Regions from separate parts of the Mus musculus genome. Here all the other regions are linked to region 1. A link is a contact called in public promoter capture Hi-C data. All regions are on one chromosome and are shown on one strand. The core of a region is the stretch at or near the end of the contact, and the rest is flanking DNA. Distances in the headings are between cores, read along the strand shown.

The links. Promoter capture Hi-C pulls out the DNA fragments that hold promoters and counts their contacts.
Region 2: a promoter capture Hi-C map of hippocampal neurons shows a contact between it and region 1, with 12 times the contacts expected there. The contact joins the promoter of Zfp141 here to the promoter of Zfp619 in region 1. A contact is called at or near these places in 2 of 39 promoter capture datasets (cranial neural crest and hippocampal neurons).
Region 3: a promoter capture Hi-C map of hippocampal neurons shows a contact between it and region 1, with 12 times the contacts expected there. The contact joins the enhancer-like site here to the promoter of Zfp619 in region 1. A contact is called at or near these places in 4 of 39 promoter capture datasets (cranial neural crest, hippocampal neurons, maxillary cranial neural crest and 1 more), 1 of 484 Hi-C or Micro-C datasets (CD4 T cells) and 1 of 115 datasets of contacts at active chromatin or transcription factors (embryonic stem cells).

What each region holds. Positions count from the first base shown.
Region 1 is chr7:39,515,660-39,520,773 of GRCm38.p6, reverse strand. It overlaps Zfp619 (zinc finger protein 619), which reads right to left and starts at 3,008. Exons shown (of 4, transcript NM_001004139.2): 1 at 2,910-3,008. The coding sequence starts at 2,912.
Region 2 is chr7:42,503,749-42,508,862 of GRCm38.p6, reverse strand. Zfp141 (zinc finger protein 141) reads left to right here and starts at 3,110. Exons shown (of 7, transcript NM_001309388.1): 1 at 3,110-3,253. It overlaps Gm35353 (a long non-coding RNA gene), which reads right to left and starts at 3,036. Exons shown (of 3, transcript XR_391403.4): 1 at 2,070-3,036; 2 at 1,166-1,269; 3 at 1-75.
Region 3 is chr7:41,597,522-41,602,635 of GRCm38.p6, reverse strand. No RefSeq gene overlaps it. Among named protein-coding and RNA genes, the nearest start is that of Gm51480, 33 kb to the left of the region's middle. Within about 2 kb of position 2,990, at least 373 of the 459 cell types and tissues checked have an H3K27ac peak or open chromatin away from gene starts, as enhancers often do. A contact at or near this core is called in embryonic stem cells, hippocampal neurons and pre-B cells, where this site is marked.

The DNA of each region.
Region 1 (5,114 bases), core at 1,759-4,258:
GAGAAAGGCTCAGTGGTACACTGGGATTCTGACTACCCAGTGTAGTCACTAGCTGCCTAATAAAAGCATTCTATTGGCTTAAGCCCACGTCAAAGAAGTCTTCTCTGGTGGATACCTGTGATGGTGTGTATATGCTTGGCTCAGGGAGTGGCACTGTTGGGAGGTGTGGCCTTGTTGGAGTAGGTGTGGCCTTGTGGGTATGGGCTTTAATACCCTTGTTCCAGCTGCCTGGGAGCCAGTATTCAGCTAGCAGCCTTCAGATGAAGATGTAGAACTCTCAGCTTTTCCTGCACCATGCCGGTCTGAATGCTGCCATGCTCCTGTCTTGATGATAATGGACTGAACCTCTGAACCTGTAAGCCAGCCCCAATTAAATGTTGTCCTTATAAGAGTTGCCTTGGTCATGGTGTCTGTTCACAGCAGTAAAACCCTAACTAAGACAATACCTAAAACCCCATGGGGTTGGAGAGGCTCATGGGTTAAGAATCTTTGGCTCTCTTGCAAAAGATCTGAATTAAGTTCCCAGAATCCACATGTAAGCCAGATACTAACTTTGATTCCAGGGGATCTATACAGACAGACATTCAGGCATATATTCATAAACATAAAATCTTAAAAATACAAAACCTTAAAAAAAACAGGGACAAGGTGATATTGAGCAGAAAAATATAATTTTGTCTTTGACCACAGAAAATCCCCAGCCCCAACAAAAATTCAAGGAAAAAAAAAGCACTTGAAAGGCAAAGGCAGGCAGATCTAAAAAGTTCCAGAGCTACAGGCTGAGATCCTGTCTCAATTTAGAAAAAAGAAAAAAGGAAAAAAAAATGCAAAATTACTCAATTAATGACCTATCATTTTCCTGCATATCAGCACTGAACATCTGATTATATCATTTAAAAGCATCATTTATATAGCACCAAAGATAAAAGGAGTTAGAAATACATATGACTTTAATAACGATCTATAAACACAAACTTTAAATTATTAATTGAAAAGTTAAATGAGCGCAAAGATTCCAATTGTGGACCAAAAGCTTTAAAATTATGTTACTTCTCAAATTAAACTATAAACTCAACACAGAACTCAAGAGACCTCAAGAGATAGTTCAGCATGTTAAAGGTGTTTGGTGCCAAATCTGAATTCCTGAGTTTGACACCTGGGGTCCATACAACGTAAGAACCGATTCCTGAAAGTTGTCTTCAGATGTTCACACATGCTTGGTAGTGTGCCCACCAGTCTACACACACAAACACATATATACGCCATTTTTTTTTTAGAGATTTGTAGATTCAACACAATCTAAAAAAGAAGTTCTAGCTACTTAATAACAAATCTAATTCTATCGGTTGTATGCAAAGTCTAAAGCAGTGGTTCCCAACCTTCCTAGTGCTGCAACCCTTTGACACAGTTCTTCGTGTTGTGGTGACCCCCAACTGTAAAATTATTTTGTTGCTACTTCATAACCGTAATTTTGTTACTTGTATGAGTCATAATGTAAATATCTGATATGTAGCATGTGTGATATAAGACCCCTGGGTCTTTTGACCTCGCAAAGTGAAATTGAACACAGGATGAGAAAACTGCAGTGTTAAAGAGAAAGCTAAGTGGTTAAGAAATCTTGTTCTAGCAAGGGATTCCCCATTGGGTTCTCAGCACCCGTGGGGTTCACAAACATCAACTCAAGCTCAAGGGACTTACCGCCATCTTCTCCCCTCCGAGGGAACTAGGCATTATGTAATATGCATACAAAACATTCAAACATATAAAATACATAAATCTTAAAAATAAAGATTGTGCGGGAAGGGAAAACACATGAGACTGGTAAGTAGCACAGTTGGTATAGAGCCTTCTGAGGAGCAGGAAGAAGCCTTGGGTTCCTTTTGAAGCACTACATAAAGACAGAAATGGCTGACACATATCTTTAGTCTTTAATCGGGTGGTATTGCAGGTCTAGTTTCTCTGCGTTATCTTTAAGAGGTTCCGTACTTCGAGTTTCTTTCACTTTTTGAATTACACTCACTCTTGCGGTGAGTGAAAAAAGAAAGATCAGAAGTTCAAAGTTAACCCTCGGTAACACAGCGAGTTTAAGCATAGACTGAGTCATGAGTGTCTATCTCTAAAGAAAACAGTCAGCACACTAGAATAGGTCACACACACACACACACACACACACACACACACACGCGCGCGCGCGCACTATCATCTGACTGTAAAACTTTGTTTAAACTACAATAATAAAAGCAATCTACTCTGGAGAATGTTCTCAGCCCAGCATCTTTAATCAAAGCATTCCGGAGGCAGAGGCAGGATATCTGTGAGTGCATGCAAGGCCAGCCTGGTCTACAAAGAGAGCTCCGGAGGGAGCCAGGACTTCGTAGAGAGACCCTATTTCAAAAGCCAAAACAAATGTCCTATTTCACAATAAAAAGATAAAGAGAAAATTAGGAAATAAAGGTAAAAGAATACAGTTAGCTGTTTTTGACAAAGAAACAAAGAAAACTCAAGGAATTCCCTTCATTAATAAATATTAGTGAGCCACCTTAACATCTATATGTAAGAAATTAATAAAGGACTTTATAACTGTCACGAAAATTAACTCTAAGTGTATTCTAAACCTAAATAATGAAATGCGAAGTACAGAACCTCTTAAAGATAACTGAGACGAACTGGACTCACAACACTGCCTAAGAGCCCGTAACAAAGTGACGTCACCCGAAAAGGCGAGAGGGGCGGAGCCTCCTGCCACCGCGCTCTGCGCTCTACGCAAGCGCGGCCCGAGGGGCGGAGCTGACCAGAGCCGGGGCCCAGAACAGCGCTTCCGCTCCAGCCGCAAGGAGGCTCCACCAGACGGCCTCCCGGGGCTCAGCCCGCCTCTCCTCCCCGTCTGAGGACAGCAGCCCCTTGCTCACCATGGCGCGGCTTCCGATCTCGACTGCACTCTCCCCACAGGTCCTGGCAGCGGAGCTCGCAAGCGCGGCTCAAGTGGCACCTCGCTCAGCCTTAAAGGGGAACCCGGAGCATGGCGGCGAAAAACCCGCCTCTCGCCGCTCGGCAGCGCCCTTTATTGGACAGCTGGTCTGGCTGCTCTGAATGGCTAGCAAGGCCGGAGTGACAGGAGAGAGTGGAAGCGAAGAGACAAAGGCAGCCCAGCGGGTCCTTGTGGCCCGTGGCTTGTCCCCCGAGTACACACGTGAAGGAGTTTTCCTTTTAGGAACTTACTCCTGCCTTCCAGAGCTGGACCTGCCGTCTAGAGTCGTGCGTTCGCACTGTCCACTACACGCAATGGCTAGTATAGGGATCGCCGTGAATTTTTATACAAAAGGTTAATTTAAAAATTTTAATTGCATGTATTTAGTTAAAAGAAAAGTGTGGCAGAAGAACATGTGTCCCACAGAGCATGAGTGGAAGTTAAAGGGCAATTAGCTAGAGTTGATGGCCCCTTTGCACCTTATGGGTCCTGGGGATCGAACTCAATTCATAGGGTTTAGAAGCAAGCACCTTTACTCGCTGAGCCATTTCGCTTTTCCAAAAGTTGATTAAAAAAAAAAATTTAAGCGCAACTGTTATTTACTTTTGAAAGGGAGGTGGGGATAAAGAGACTGCCAAATTTAGAGACCAGTCTAGCTAGGTCCTGTAATCCCAGTACATGGGAGGCTGAGGCAGGAAAATCAGGCATCTGACAAGGCTACAGACTGGATTCAAGGCCAGTCTCAGAACAGAAACACACACAACACAGAAACACTCTGTAATACAATGCTTCCATAGCATGGTTGAAACCAGAGGTTGAATCTTGGGTACCCACCTCAAACTTGAAGGCAAAAAACTAATTACAGAAATAAATAAAAGGGCTGGAGGATAGGAGGTTAAAGAGTGTGTATTGCTCTTCCAGAGAACCTTAGTTCTCTTCCCAAGCTCACACATCTGTCAACTCACAACTGCCTGTAAATTCAGTTTCAGAGGAACTCATGCCTTCTACTTTTGCCCATGAAATAAAATGAAATCTAATAAGATACTTATCAATTGATACTGAGAGGTAAGAATGTGGGTTCATGGGCTGTGATGGCGCATCCCTTTAATCCCAGCGTTCCTGAGGCAGAGGCAGGTGGATCTCTGTGAGTACAAGGCCAACTTGGTTTATTTCAGCTGCCAACAAACTAATGCCAAGAAAATGAAGCTGGGCTTGGGGGCAAGGGACTGTAACCTCAGAACTTCAAAGACTGAGGCAGAGCTGGCCTGAGCTATGGAAATACCCTAAACTAAAATTGTTCAAACATCTCAAACATACTCCACCTATCATATAATAAGCACTTGATAAATGTCTACAGAAAGTAAATTTTAAGTATCAAAAAAAAATTGTAAATACCCAGGAAGCTCCCAGAGACTGAACCAGGAGCATACGTGGGCCGACTCGAGGCCCCTGGCACATATATAGCAGATATATATTCCCAGTGGGAGAAAATGTGCTTAATCCTCAAGAGACTTGAGGCCCCAGGGAAGAGGGAGGCTTGGTTGGTGGGGGGAGCACACTTGTGGAGACAAGGAGGAGGAGGAATGGGATGAGGAACTGTGGGGAAGGGCATGGGGGGGGGTGACTGGAACGTAAATAAATAAAATTATTAAAAATTTATAAAAATATTAAATTACTCTGCAGGATGACAGAATGTTTTGGAATCAGAGCATTGATGGCTGCATGATATAATATCAACAATCAACCCAACAGTTTAGAATTCTATGCATGAATTCTAACCCAAGAGGTAAAAAACTGTAATGAACCCCAAGATTGTATTATTTACTGGTGGGAAAAAAATTCCTATTTCTAGTTGTGGTGTGGCTTAGCCCTTAGCACAGACCTTTAATCCGTCTGGGTGGATACAAACATGCCCTTAGCACACATGTTGAATCCCAAGCAATAAAGGTAAAGTTAGTTTGTAGAAGGAAGCACCCATGTTGGAGAGTGATGTCTAATTGACTATCAGACAGAATGACACATCAGAGAAATATCTGACAGAATAGGATGTGCCCAACTATCACAAGAGAGATGAAAGGGAAACTAAGAAAAAGCAGTGCAGAGAGAGGGAGAAGGCAGTTTTACTGGAAGAGTTTTATAGAGACAG
Region 2 (5,114 bases), core at 1,861-4,360, 3.0 Mb before region 1:
TTCCTTTAATCCCAATACTTGAGAGGAGAAGGATCTCTGTGAATTCAAAGTTCGTGTTGTCTACATAGTGAGATTCTGTCAAAAGAAAAAAAAAAAGAAAAAAGAAAAAAAAGCTTGCATCAGCAATAGTGTCAGAGTTTGGTGCCCTCCCATGGGATAAATCCCAAATCGGGTTAGTCACTGAATGGCCTTTCATTAAGTCTCTGCTTCATTTTTTGTCCCACCATTTCTTTTAGACAGGAATAATTCTGGGCCAAAAATTTTGAAAGTGGTTTGGTGACCCCAACCCTCCACTGGGGCCCTGTATATTTACTAGAGATGGTCTCTTCAGGTTCTATCTCCCCAGTGTTGGGCATTTTGGCTAAGGTCACCTACAATGAGTCCTGGGAGCCTCCCACCTCCCAGGTCTCTGGGACTTTCAAGAGGTTTCCCACACCACCCAACCAAGCCACCCACCTCAGGCAGCTGCACATTTCCAACCATTTTCCTGGTCTTCTTTGCTTCTCTCCTGTCTCTCCCCATACCTGATCCTGCCCCCCTTTTTTTCCTCCCCCTCCCTCCTCTCCCATCTACCACTCTTCTTCCCTGTGCCTCCCATGATTAATTTGTTCCCCTTCTAAGTGAGATTGAAGAACTTCTTGTTCAATTTCTTAGGGTCTGTGGGGTGTATCATGGGTACTCTGTACTTTCTGGCCCTGGCATATAATGTAACAAGGACTGCCTTGTCCAGCTTCAGTGGGAGAGGATGTGTCTTATCCTGTAGATAGGGGATGCCCAGGGTAGGGGGTGGGAGACCCTCTCAGAGGTGAAGGAAAGGGGGAAAGAATTCTAGGAGGGGGGACCTGGAGGATGGGTAACATCTGGGATGTAATAAATAAAATAATGAATAAAATAAAAATAAAAACCCAAAAACCCTTGCACACAACAATAACACATCCAAATTTATCAAAATATATATCACTTAATTAACTTATTTACAATTAAATTTTGTACTTGAAATGGTTCTGTAGAGGATCATAATAAATTTTACACTTCCAGTACTGAATATATCTCATACATTTAACTTCCAGCAAAATGAAAATGAGCATTCCTAATAGTCAAGATAGTGTCCTGAAAAGGGTAAAGGGAAATAGTCAGAAAATAGAGAACCACAAGAAGAGGGTACCTGGGTTCAGCTGAAGCTGCAGCCTGTTCCTCCCAGAGAGGAGCACTTTGACAACCCATGGGAAAGATCCTGAGCTGCCTGATTGTAGTCCCGATGAATCAGGGCTTAATGGTCAAAAGAAATAAAAGAGTGTGAAAGAGAAATCACATAAACAACAACAGAAAAACAAAATGAAAAACCCAAAACTGCTGGGCAATGGTGGCGCACGCCTTTAATCCCAGCACTTGGGAGGCAGAGGCAGGCAGATTTCTGAGTTCGAGGCCAGCTTGGTCTATGGTGTGAGTTCCAGGACAGCCAGAGTTATACAGAGAAATTCTGCCTGGAAAAACCAAAAAAAGGAAAAAAAAAAAGAAAAGAAAGAAAAGGACAACAAGTTCTGCTTAAATGTGAATGAGGGAGGCCTTACTCACTGTTGGAGGAGAACTTCGATTGTGGTAATCTTAATAAAATCATTTGGGGTTTTTGTTGTTGTTCTTTGGTTGTTTAGATGTATTTTGGAGAACAGGGATTCAGTATGCACCCTTAGTGTTGGTTTCTAAAATTACTAAAACTAGATCTATCCTGTGGCCTAGCTAATCATATGTATATGTACACACACACACACACACACACACACACACACACACTGGGAATCCATATCATAGCAAAGAGATATTAACATATCCTTGTTTACCACTATTCTTTCTACTATTTTCACAAAAGCAAATAAAAGGTATCAGTCTATATGTTCATCAATACAGACAGATGTATAATTAAACTCTATTATAAATTTAATGGAATTTTATTAGGTAATCAAAAATGAAACCTATAGAAAGATGGAATAAATTGGAAAAGATGAATGAGGCAATTGAGGATTATTAGGAAGACAATCACAACATGTTCTCTCTCATGTATAGACACTAACTTCTGATTTTATGCATGTGCAGCTTCAGCTTCTGCCTCTCGTTAGTAAGTCATCACCATCTATGAGGCAAGTGCTCCATTTTCCTGGTGAATGAGCTGTGGTTCAGTTTACTTCTCAGCAAGAAGAGAGTTCTATTCTCTGGGGATCATGAGATACCTCCAGCCAGAAGCACATGATGGTTCATCTCATATTTTCACTTTTAATCTTCCATATGGCTTCCCTTTCCTGTTTCCTGATAATCCTTCCTAGTTTTCAATCTTTGAAAAATGAGAAAAGGTCAGGTGTGGTGGTAAACAACTTTAATCCTAGGACTCAGAAGAAGACAGAGGCCATGAGATGTCTGAGAGTGCAAAGCCAGAATGATCTCCATGGCCAGTTCCAAGCCTGTCAAGCCAACAAAGTGAGACAATCTCAAAAAAAAATAAATGAGAACCCTTTTAAGGTCGGGTGAAAATAAAGAGAAAAGGCAAAGAAAAGGAGAGACATTGGCCAAGAGCAGTTGTTATTCTTGCAGATGTTCTGGCTTCCATTCACAGCACCCAGATGAGGACTCAAAATCACCTGTAGCTCCAATCCCAGGGGTTCCTATCATTTCTTCTGACCTCCACAGCCAGTAGGTATGCACGGGGGGCATGATTATACATGCAGGCAAAATATATGAAATAAGTCTAATAAAAATTTAAAAATCACTAGAAAAGATACTTTTATGAGGATACAATGTTAGACTCCTAGAAGTAGATACAAATACTGGTAGGCAACAACTCCCGTGGCCACGTGAGACAGCCTTGGGCTTTCAATACATCACCTTCCACCAGTCTTGCCTGGTTATAAGGAACTGAGGCACTTTGATGGTAGCTTCCTTATCACTGGAGCGTGAGTGCAGCCATGGTACTTTCTGAAAGAGCAAGAACCACTAGATGAGCCATAGTAAGTATTGGCAAGATTTATCTCTGCCAGTGGTAGCGCGCATGCGCGCCGTCCCCGAAGTGGGAGGCGTGTAAGCCGTGATAACCATTACAAAACAACCGGAAGTGACCTAGGGGCGCACAACTTCTTGGATCCAGATGTAGTTTCCTGCTCGGACCGCTTGTGCTTGGAGTCTGGACAGTTGGGGTTGTGCATGTCTGCGGGTGGACTTGGTGCCCCACGTGCTTTGTGCCGGGCTCTGTGAGTTGCAGCGTGAGGTGAGTGACCGTCAGGCTGGCAGGACACCGAGCTGTCCCGCCGCGGTTTGTGTTGCCTGATGGCTGCAGGTGGGCATCAGCCCTGTTTTCATTCTTCTCTTGCGGGGTTTTCGCTTTTGTTTTGTCACTTACCGATATGCTCTGCTGTGGGATTTTGCCACATCGTTCGAGAACGTTGTGTGTTCAGGGACACAGTTTGGGCAGGAGTGAGTGCATGGGCGCTGCAGGATCCGAGCCTGCGATCAATGTGCGGTGCTTGTGAGGGCGACCGCGCTGCTTTCTGGTCCCTTTGTGTTTGCGTAGCTGGTAACTGGAGAAAAACTCCAAGGAGTAAGAGAAAAAGGGAAAATGAATTTATGTATGTTTTCGCCCAAACTGGGGACGCAGTATCTATGTCAGTCTAAGCAGTATTAGCAATAGATTGCTTTTATTGAATAGAAGGAACTGTATGAAAACCAGGGAATAGGGGTAAATTGTTTAGTGTGGTCCCAGGCATCCTACCTAGGATTTAAGCCTTAGTTTCACCCCAGACACCAGGTGTTCTGATCATTTCCTCCCGGTGTTAAATTTCCTATATGGAGCTGGAGCTGAAAACAGAAAAGGGATTAAAAAACAAAAACAAAAACCTAAACCGAATTCAATTTTCAATTTCTGTTGTCAGTTTACATAACTATAGGGGTTCATATGTGTGGCTGGGAGCAGAAAGGTGTGCTCTGGGGGCTGGTGAGATGGCTCAGTGGGTAAGAGTACCCGACTGCTCTTCCGAAGGTCCGGAGTTCAAATCCCAGCAACCACATGGTGGCTCACAACCATCTGTAACAAGTGACTCCCTCTTCTGGAGTGTCTGAAGACAGCTACAGTGTACTTACATATAATAAATAAATCTTTAAAAAAAAAAAAAAAAGAAAGGTGTGCTCTAAAGAGGTTTTAGGTCAGAAGCCTAGGTTTCTGCTTCCAAACAGGCAAGGGCCAGCCTCAACCAGTAGCCTCCTGTAGAGACCAGTGAGGTGAAAAGCAGAAAGCGGAGGGACTGAGATGTGGATGAGCACTGTTGGGTTCCCACTATCCACATTCACACTGTGGCTTTGAGCTGCCAGGAACTGCAGTTCCTAGGAACCCACTGCTCCCCTCTGGCCTCCTGGTGCACACACTGACAGGCAACACATCCCTATAAGTTTTTCCTCTTTCTTTCTTTCTTTCTCTCTCTCTCTCTCTCTCTCTCTCTCTCTCTTTCTTTCTTTCTTTCTTTCTTTCTATAGAAAGAATAGCCCTTAAAAACAAACAAACAAAAAAACAAAAACTGTTTCCCCAGTGAGCTACTTTCTCCACCTAACCCCCCCTCCCACACACACCATTTGGTAAAAAAAGAAAAGAAAACCAGAGGGTGAGACTCCACACATTGGTTACATTAAGTAGAAGAATAGTTAAAGTGACCTAGTGACCCTATGTCTGTCTCTAGGGCACAGATTTAAGGTTAAGTTTAGAAATCAAGCATTATGTATTAAAGTAGTGCTGCAGGTTGTGGTGGCACACGACTGTCCTGTAATCTTAGCACTCTACACTCGGAGGCTGCAGGATGACTGCATTATGGAGGCTGGGCTGGGCATGAAGTAGGCTAGGAGTCAGCAGAGTAGTAGTAAGAGCCAAAGTGTAGAAGACACGCATAATGCTTTTTAGTAAAAGCAGATTTGGGTGTGTGTTTCATTTTCAAGGTTTGTTTTTATTTTACACATATGAACATTTGACTGGTTGTATATAGGTGCACCAAGTGTGTGCCTAATGCCCAGAGAAGCCAGAAGAGGAGATCTGAGACCCTGGAATTAGAGTTGTGAGCCCCATGTGGGTACTGAACCTGGGACCT
Region 3 (5,114 bases), core at 1,741-4,240, 2.1 Mb before region 1:
CGCAGAAAACTGAAAAGTTTTAAATTACTACAAATGATAGAGACCCATAGAATGTTAAGAAATTATTACTATTCCAGTATATAATCAATTCCCCAAGTTAGAAATGAAAGTGGAAACTTAACTTTGAAAGGCCCTAAAGAGACTTAAAGACAAACTATTCCAGCATTGTCTCATAGGAAGCACACCCAACATAAAGGAGTAAGTCTCTACACAAACATCCAGCTTTGCACCCCAAGAGCCTGTCAGAAAAGAACAGATAGCAGCCCACAGAAGGAGGAAGGAAGAAAAAACAAACGAAAATGACCTCTGTGTAGGCAAAAAACAAAACAAAACAAAACAAAGCAAAACAAAACCAGGGCTGGCGAGATGGCTCAGTGGTTAAGAGCACCGACTGCTCTTCCAAAGGTCCTGAGTTCAAATCCCAGCAAGCACATGGTGGCTCACAACCATCTGTAATGAGATCTGATGCCCTCTTCTAGAGTGTCTGAAGACAGCTACAGTGTACTTACATATAATAAATAAATCTTTTAAAAAAAACAAAAAACAAAAACACAGCACTTTAGAGATTTAGGCAGAACTATAATAACAAGAGTATTCGTGCAGTGCTAGGGTTCTCTTTACTCAGAGTGAAGGGAAGAAAGTAAACCCGTATTAACTCAGATTTTGGGTCACAGTAATTTCTTGGGTAACTGAATATAAAATAATAGCTACTAAAAAGACATCTGAAAACTGAATAGCACCATTATTAGATGTATGGTATCACCTCCTCTCTGACTCTACCACGTCAACTCTACACCCAAAGAATGGACATCATACTCACTGAGGTTAGGTGAACAGTCGGCTTGGGCCGTGCACAGAAAGCACCACATACCACATACCATGTTGTCACTGTAAGTTTCAAAACCAAAGACGGTTCATATGATTAAATTTAAAAGTGGCAGTTTTCCTAACCTGCCTTGCTCCCAACTAATTGAGACACAGATCTACTGATTTAGTCATTAAGCTTTAATCAGAATAGCTGAGCAAAACTTTTAAGCCTTGATGCTACCTAGCTACTCTACTTCCCAGCCACACACTCCGAGTTACTTACATTTAGTCTCTCCTGGGCTCCTTGGTGTAGCTAGCGGTGCACATGGAGAACCCCCTTGTTCGTGAAGCCTCCTCATGCCTGACCTCATAGCAACAATCTCCTTCTTCCTCTACCTCATGGCCTTCTTCTCTTGTACCCTTGCCTCATGACATTGCCTATGGCTGGGGTATAAGCAGATCTCTGGGCACAGAAATCAGCATCTGAATACACAGTGCATAAGACTAACCCTCAACAACGTTTAAAATCAAGGACAATACATGTCAAAGACACATGTCTCTGAGTGGCCATGTTCTCCAGGAGGCTGGCAAGCAATATAGAATCTGACAAACTTGTGCCCTACCAGGCTTGAACTAAATGCTGTCTATCTCGTCATATGCTTGGCAAAATTGTTGTAGTAAGAGAACAAAAAAAAAAAAAGTCATAAACGATGGCTCAGAGATTATGAGCACTTGGTGACCTTGCAGAGGTCCCAGGTTCAGTACCCACATGGGGCTCACAACCTCCTCCACATTCCAGGGTCTCAGATCTCTTCTGGCTTCTCTGGGCATTAGGCACACACTTGGTGTACCTATATACAACCAGTCAAATACTCATTCATATATGTAAAATAAAAACAAACCTTGAAAATGAAACACACACACAAATCTGCTTTTTCTAAAAAGCATTATGCATGTCTTCTACACTTTGGCTCTTACTTCTACACTGCTGACTCCTAGCCTACTTCATGCCCAGCCCAGCCTCCATAATGCAGTCATCCTGCAGCCTCCGAGTGTAGAGTGCTAAGATTACAGGACAGTCGTGTGCCACCACAACCTGCAGCACTACTTTAATACATAAAGCTTGATTTCTAAACTTAACCTTAAATCTGTGCACTAGAGACAGACATGGGATCACTAGGTCACTTTAACTATTCTTCTGCTTAATGTAACCAATGTGTGGAGTCTCACCCTCTGGTTCTCTTTTCTTTTTTTACCAAATGATGTGTGTGTGAGGGGGGTTAGGTGGAGAAAGTAGCTCACTGGGGAAAAAGAATTTTGTCAAAGGCCTATTCTTTCTATTCAAAAATTTTTTTTAAAAAGAAAAAGGAAAAGGAAAAGGAAAAGGAAAAGGAAAAGGAAAAGGAAAAGGAAAAGGAAAAAATTATAGGGATTGTTGGCTGTCTGTGTGTGCACCAGGAGGCCAGAGGGGGAGCAGTGGATTCCTAGGAACTGCATTTCCTGGCAGCTCAAAGCCACAGTGTGAATGTGGATAGTGGGAACCCAACAGTGCTCATCCACATCTCAGTCCCTCCGCTTTCTGCTTTTCACCTCACTGGTCTCTACAGGAGGCTACTGGTTGAGGCTGGCCCTTGACTGTTTGGATGCAGAAAACTAGGCTTCTGACCTAAAACCTCTTTAGAGCACACCTTTCTGCTCCTAGCACAGGCCAGCCTCCAACTTAGCCACACATATGGACCCCAATAGTTATGTAAACTGACAATAGAAATTGAATTCGGTTTAGTTCTTTTGTTTGTTTGTTTTTTGTTTTTAAATTCCTTTTCTGTTTTCAGCTCCAGCTCCATATAGAAAATATAACACGGGGAGGAAATGATCAGAACACCTGGTGTCTGGGGTGAAACTAAGGCTTAAATCCCTGCTTGGATGACTGGGACCACACTAAACAGCTTACCCCTATTCCCTGGCTTTCATACAGTTCCCTCTACTCAATAAAAGCAATTGCTACTACTGCGTAGGGCGACATAAATACGTTTGGTCCCAGTTTGGGCCAAAATGTACATAAATTCATTTTCCCGTTTTCTCTTACTCCTTGGAGTTTTTCTCCTCTCACAGACCACTTACCAGCTACTCAAACACTAAGGGACCAGAAAGCAGCGCGGTCGCCCTCAACAAGCACAGCACATTGATCTTAGGCTCGGATCCTGCAGCGCCCATGCACTGACTCCTGCCCAAACTGTGTCCCTGAACACACAACGTTCTCGAACGATGTGGCAAAATCCCACAGCAGAGCATATCGGTAAGTGACAAAACAGAAGCGAAAACCCCGCAAGAGAAGAACGAAAACAGGGCTGATGCCCACCTGCAGCCATCAGGCAGCACAAACCGCGGCGCGACAGCCCGGTGTCCTGCCAGCCTGACGGTCACTCACCTCACGCTGCAACTCACAGAGCCCGGCACAAAGCACGTGGGGCACCAAGTCCACCCGCAGACATGCACAACCCCAACGGTCCAGCCTCCAAGCACAAGCGGTCCTAGCAGGAAACTACATCTGGATCCAAGAAGTTGCGCGCCCCTAGGTCACTTCCGGTTGTTTTGTAATGGTTATCACGGCTTACACGCCTCCCACTTGGGGGACGGCGCGCGTGCGCGCTACCACTGGCAGAGGTAAATCTTGCCAATACTTACTATGGCTCATCTAGTGGTTCTTGCTCCTTCAGAAAGTACCAGGGCCGCACTCACGCTCCAGTGATAAGGAAGCCATCATCAAAGTGCCTCAGTTCCTTACAACCGGGCAAGACTGGTGGAAGGTGATGTACTGAAAGCCCAAGGCTGTCTCACGTGGCCACGGGAGTTGTTGCCTACCAGTATTTGTAACTACTTCTAGGAGTCTGAAATTGTATCCTCATAAAAATACCTTTTCTAGTGATTTTTAAATTTTTATTAGACTTATTTCATATATTTTGCCTGCATGTATAATCATGCCCCCCGTGCATGCCTAGTGGTTGTGGAGGTCAGAAGAAAGGGTAGGACCCCCTGGGATTGGAGCTACAGATGATTTTGAGTCCTTGTCTGGGTGCTGTAAATGGAAGCAACTGCTCTTGGCCAATGTCTCTCCTTTTCTTTGCCTTTTCCCTTTATTTTCACCCGACCTTAAAAGGGTTCTCAATTATTTATTTTTGAGATTGTCTCACTTTGTTGGCGTGACAGGCTTGGAACTAGCCATGGAGATCATTCTGGCTTTGCACTCTCAGACATCTCATGGCCTCTGTCTTCTGAGTGCTAAGATTAAAGTTGTTTACCACCACACCTGACCTTTTCTCATTTTTCAAAGATTGAAAACTAGGAAGGATTATCAGGAAACATGAAAGGAAAGCCATATGGAAGATTAAAAGAGAAAATATGAGATGAACCATCATGTGCTTCTGGCTGGAGGAATCTCATGATCCCCAGAGAACAGAGCTCTCTTCTTGCTGAGAAGTAAACTTTCCTTTTTAAGTTGCATAATAAAAACAATTGCAGAACTAGGTGTACATTAGAAATAATGGTAAATGGGGAGAGACAATAAAATAGGGAATGCATCCAGCACTGTAAATAAATCAGTAAACCTAATGTAGAATATGAGACTAAAGCCAAGGATAATGTGAGGTGTCTACACATAGGGTAAGTATTTGCACTCTAGCCCTGGATGGTCTAGAACTATTTAGGCCAAGCTGGCCTTGAATTTAACTCTGATCTTCTTGTCTATACTATTCAAATGCTAGGATTACACAGCAATGTGTCATCGTGGCCAGTTCACAGATGGTCTAGATCTTCCCACTGAGAACAGAATGCAGGGTGGAGGAACCACTCTGGAAATCAGTTTGGTGGTTCCTCCGAAAATTGGACATAGTACTACCGGAAGATCTAGCAATGCCTCTCTTGGGCATATACCCAGAAGATGTTCCAACTTGTAATGAGGACACATGCTCCACTATGTTCATAGCAGCCTTATTTATAATAGCCAGAGGCTGGAAAGAATCTAGATGTCCATCAACAGAGGAATGGATACAGAAAATGTGGTACATTTACACAATGGAGTACTACTCAGCTATTAAAAAGAATGAATTCATGAAATTCTTAGGCAAATGGATGCATCTGGAGGATATCATCCTGAGTGAGATAACCCAATCACAAAAGAACACACATGGTATGCACTCACTGATAAGCAGATATTAGCCCAAAAACTTAGAATATCCAAGATACAATTTGCAAAACACATGAAACTCAAGAAGAAGGAAAACCAAAGTGTGGATACTTTGTTCCTTCTT